Linked DNA regions of Gossypium arboreum: region 2 is linked to region 1. Evidence: chromatin contacts called from public Hi-C data. All regions are on one chromosome and are shown on one strand. The core of a region is the stretch at or near the end of the contact, and the rest is flanking DNA. Distances in the headings are between cores, read along the strand shown.

The links. Hi-C and Micro-C count contacts between places; a contact is called where the count stands out from the background.
Region 2: a Hi-C map of leaf shows a contact between it and region 1, with 2.6 times the contacts expected there. The contact joins the promoter of LOC108473617 here to the promoter of LOC108474073 in region 1. A contact is called at or near these places in 2 of 5 Hi-C or Micro-C datasets (both in leaf).

What each region holds. Positions count from the first base shown.
Region 1 is chr11:36,499,061-36,501,831 of ASM2569848v2, forward strand. LOC108474073 (SUMO-conjugating enzyme SCE1) reads right to left here and starts at 1,391. Exons shown (of 5, transcript XM_017775966.2): 1 at 1,115-1,391; 2 at 932-1,015. The coding sequence starts at 1,183.
Region 2 is chr11:37,019,262-37,022,032 of ASM2569848v2, forward strand. It overlaps LOC108473617 (cysteine proteinase mucunain-like), which reads left to right and starts at 1,390. Exons shown (of 4, transcript XM_017775289.2): 1 at 1,390-1,949; 2 at 2,038-2,276; 3 at 2,382-2,522; 4 at 2,615-2,771. The coding sequence starts at 1,502.

The DNA.
Region 1 (2,771 bases), core at 141-2,640:
AGCTTTAGACAAGAGGGAAGTGCAGAGGAATTAAAACTGATAGCAATTAGTTTAAAGCACCTTATGATAACAGAACTCTTGTCTAGGGGCCACGAATGCCACATAACCATTCTATAACCCATTAAAATAAGGATAACAGTACCAAGTTGTGAGAATCTGAGAAACAACTAATATATTGCCAGGCTTCCAGTCCACAAGTCCTTGTTCACAACATGATTGATAAAATCATGTAAAGCTGACTAGTATAAAAAATCTACATACTGTAACATACTGACCATCAATAGATGATTGTTTAAATATAACGAAAACTTACTTTATAAAAGCCTAAAATCCATTATTCCTTCCCCTTTTTATGTACCCAAAAGAAAAAGAAAAACCATATTAAATTGTCAGCACACAGACTTCAATATCCATCCATGTTTACTATCAATCACCATTTTCCTAAAATTCTCGAGAAAAAATAAAAAAGAAAATAACATATGATGTAACCCACAAATATATGAAAAACTTGTTTAGGCTCGGCATTCTGAATGCGAGCTAGTCATACAAACCACGCATATACCATATGCACCATAATAGAAAGAAATATTCCTATTATCCTATATGGAAAGCACAGCACTCAATTTAATCCAGAATTATCAATATCTTTGCTAGTCCATGTTTTAACCCAATAAAATCACATAAAACTTGGGTTCATTTACATCAATCAGCAGCGCCCTCTCTCTTTAAAGGAAAAAAAACCTCTCTAAGGCCAAAATGAAGAAACGAACCCTAAAATCTTAAAATCTATAAACAGCACAACAGCATCCACGTCCAAAGAAATAAGAGAAAATAATTGACGAACCAAACTCAACAAGCAGAATACATTAAACTTTACCGACGATAATGAAAAAGAAAAATACAGAAATTAAATAGAAGTTCTTCGACTTACTCCTGCTTTACCAGGGATCGTGCAATGCCACACCATCAAATTGACCGTTCCATCAGGCAACGTCTCTGGTTTCGCAACAAAACCCTAAAATTTCAACAACAAAAAAATCAAACAAATAAAAAAAAATTAAAACATGAAACCCAGAAAAAAAGAAACAAGAGCAGGGAAACAAACTCCACGGACATGGGGATGGTTCTTCCTCCATGCCTTACGTTCCTCGGCGAGTCGACCACGCGCTATTCCTCCCGACATCTCTCTCTCTCTCTCTCTTTTTCTCTGTGTCTTGTCTTTCAGATTCCGGCCTTCTCTTTCTCTCTCTAAAACCCTCACCCAAATGTTCTTTCTTCCCCTTTCTTAAATAATTGTTTTTTTTTGGTTTAATTTTAATAATAAAGAATATTATATTAAAAAAAAAAGGGCGTTGATGGAATCGACTTTTCCATTTTCAATTTCTCTTGGTCGTCTAAAATAAAAAGAAAATAATAAAATATTAATTATTTTGGTCTTCCGGTTGTGCCCTTGATGAAGAGAGGAGTCGTTGCGCCGAGTTGACCAAGAGAGAAACGTGCGGTTAAGATTTGATCTGGTGGGGGTGGGTCCCAATCCCAAGGGGTACCTTCGTTGCTTTTAGATATATGTATATTTAGGTTGGATTAATTAATCTTTGGCTTTAAAAAGTTTAAATACAAAAAAGTCAATGAATTAGCTGTTGTATTATATTCCGGCGTGAAATCCACGCCACTATACTCCTCGCCAGTCACGTGCCTTCTTTTATTGGGCCACGCATAGAGCTTGAGCCCATTATTGGATCCATTAAAGCCCGAGGTTGTTTCAAATTTCAATTGCCAACCACTTAATTGGTTGACCAAATTCCAAGATGGTAGTGTTATGATTATCAACAACCTCATTTAATTATTAAAAATGTTTTAATCTTTACTTGCTTGTTAAACGCAAATAGCCTTTTTTTTTAGGATTATATATATTTAACTCTCATTTAATCTGAAAAAGCTTTCTATTTGTAGTTGCTCCAATTTAATATTTAAATTATTGTTATAACAAAGCAGCTTATGACAAAGTGAAGTAATAAGCAAAGTATGAGAGAATAAAGATCAACTTCGGATTCATTAATTCTACTTTGTAAAGCCTTGCTCAGGGAACGGTTATATATACTAATTAAATTGAATTACCTATTGACTTAAAACCAATTTACTCTTATAACAATAGATAATTGCAGCTCAATATTGAATCTAACTTTTACAATCATTCTTCCAAATTATCCTCAAATGCAAAATCTTGAAAACTCTTTAAGTAATACTTCAATCAAAATAGTAAAAGAATACACAATAAAGCAATCGAAAAAGACACTCTAAAAACTATGTCACAATGTGCGACTAACCTACTTATTTATACTTCTTCGAGAGTCATTCTAGTCAAAATCAGATAAGATTTTATCTTCAATTTAATAGTTGATTTTAACAAATAGCTTATTTTGAGTCCCATAAAACTCTTCATAGTACAACTTCTCAATAGCTTCAAACTTTCTTAAAGTATAATGATAAAGTCTTTCAACAAATAAAATTGTAACACCCTAAATCTATCTCTATTATCGGATTATAGTTATGGAGCATTACGGTACAATAGCAGAACCTTTAATTTCAAAAAAAAAGTAATTATTCAATTTATGTATAAATTCCAACATCTCATCTTAATCGTAGCAACATACACATTTAGGCCTTAAATCGAGCCTTCGGGCCCTAAAAATAATTTGCGAACAATTAGGGATCAATTTGAAATAAATTAGAAAATTTTGGAAAAACATGAAAATTTTGGAAACAGGGGT
Region 2 (2,771 bases), core at 140-2,639, 520 kb after region 1:
GGTAAAAACTGGGAGCGGGTGAGGCAGTGTTTTCAAGCTGATGCTTCGGTAGTTGGCGGTTGCTACGTAAAGACAAAAGAGATGTGGTGAAGAAAGTAAGCGGGAAGGTTCAGTTTTTGTTGTTTGTTAATTCTACCTAAGAGGGTAGGCAGAGTGAGGTTCGTTGGCTGTTTTTTTGGTATGGCATTGGCCGTTAGTTTTGCTCTGAACCTACCAGGGTTTTGTCGATTCCCGTATTAAATGCGCAGCTTGAAAGCCCATAACTCGATAACCTAAAATATCTCTTAAATGTACCTTCACCAAATATGCCAATGCCAATTAGAGTGAAATCCCATGAGTCGAAATTTCCCGCCCCTTTAGGAAGTGAATGTATGAGACGAGATAGATTGCGGCTTGGAAAGGTAATTTGTAGATTATATCTTGAAACCAAAAGAAAAGAAATCTCACAGTGAGTAAATGATTCTCTCGGGATGCTCACATGGAGTGAGTGGCGATATCCATATTCAGATAATTTATATAAAAAAAAAGCAAGTTGGGATATTTCAAAGGGGTTGCACTGAATTTCATAAGCTGAGAAAAAGGAACAATAAAGCATGTTACCCAAGTGCAGTCTTATGATCAACCGCTACCAAACAAATACTATAATATACCAAACAACTACTATAATAGAGCATATCATGTATTTTGCAACTTGCTATACTCTCTTCCTAACATGCAATCAGATTTTTTATATAAATAAAATAAAATTTTGTGGATTCTATATTTTTTAGCATTGAAAAAGATGTTAATAAACTTACGATAAATTTAAAAATAAAATAATCTGAACTAATAACAAAATTTGAATTTAAATACTTATTAAGGATTTCATTTAAAATTAATCCATAATAATAAAATCCATTAATTTAAATTTAGAGACAAAGGTAATATAAGATTTAACAACTTAGCTATAGGGGCAATAATTTACCTTTGGTGCCGCCCCGCTTTATCCAAGTTCATATAGACTCGGCTGGCCTTTTCATCTTTCTATTACTTTAGTGATGTTAAATCTTAGGTTCAATTCTGCCTTCAGTCCCTCTACTCTATGAACTTTTAAAATTTATTTTTCAAATGTTTTTTTTACTAAATAATTCCAAGATTTTAATTTAATACTTATTCTATTTAAAATTGAATCAGTTTTTAGGTAAAATTTCAAAGGTCTAATTCCAATTGAAGTATAATTGGACCTACAATCGTATTAGTGTAATTTATAATGCAGAGAGATAGATGTAGTGAGTGGCAATTGCATCAGCATGTCAGAAGTGTCTTCGCCCTTCTACTCCCATAACTAAGCATGAGTTCGGTTCGGCCCCCCAATTAGACCCCAAACATTTATTTAATTATTGCACCGTCATGCTTTTAACATTTACCATTTCCATTTTTCTATATAAACCCCGTACCTCTCTCTTTTCTCTTCTCCAAACCACTCCCTCCAATAACCATAACAACCCTTGTCATTTCTCCCATGGCAACCACAGTAACACCCATTTCCACCCTCTTTTTCCTCTTCTTCACCTTATCCTGGGCAACCAGCTTCAGCCAAAATCACTGGAGGAGCGATGATGAAGTGATGAGCTTGTACCAAGCTTGGCTCATTAAACATGGCAAACAATACAACGGTATAGGGGAGGAAGAAAACCGGTTCGATATCTTTAAGGATAACTTGAAATTTATCGACCAACATAACTCCAAAAACACCACATACAAACTTGGGTTGAACAAGTTCGCTGATTTAACTAACCAGGAGTACCGTTCCATGTTTTTGGGTACAAAGAGTGACCCTAAACGTCGAGTCATGAAGTCCAAAAACCCCAGCCAACGCTATGCTTCCCGCGCCGGCGACAGGTTGCCGGAATCTTTTGACTGGAGAGATCATGGAGCCGTTACTCCAGTGAAGGATCAAGGGCGTTGCGGTGAGCTGTTTTCTTTTTTCATTTCAACTTCAAATTAATTTCTTTTTAAATATCAAGCTTACCCGCTCTGTATCGTTCACTTGACCAGGAAGTTGCTGGGCATTTTCAACGATTGCAGCTGTTGAAGGCATAAATAAAATCGCCACCGGCGAACTAATCTCTTTGTCAGAGCAAGAGCTAGTAGATTGTGACCGATCCTACGACGCTGGTTGCGATGGAGGCCTAATGGATTATGCCTTCCAATTCATTATTGACAACGGTGGCATTGACTCTGAACAAGACTATCCTTACCTTGGTGCTGATAATAACCAATGCGATCCAACGAGGGTCAGTTTCGAAAGCTTAATTCTATGACACTATATCTTGTAGTTTATTTGTTTTCGACGTTTGGAGATTGATGCCCTGTTTTTTTCTTTTTGGGATTTGTAACAGAAGAATGCTAAGGTTGTCAGCATTGATGGGTACGAGGATGTTGTTCAATATGATGAGAAGGCATTGAAGAAGGCTGTATCACATCAACCTGTGAGTGTCGCCATTGAAGCTAGTGGCAGAGCTTTCCAACTCTACGAATCGGTAAGCTTGACCTGTTCTGCTTCTCCTTCAAGCCATCCAATAAGTTGATTCGAATTTAAATCCCGTTTATAACTCAGTTGTCAAATGTTTAGGGAGTTTTCAGCGGTGAATGCGGGTCAGCATTAGACCACGGCGTGATTGTCATCGGATATGGCATGGATGAGAACGGTCAGGAATATTGGACAGTGAGGAACTCATGGGGCAGCGGTTGGGGTGAAGATGGATACATAAGGATGGAGCGTAACGTTG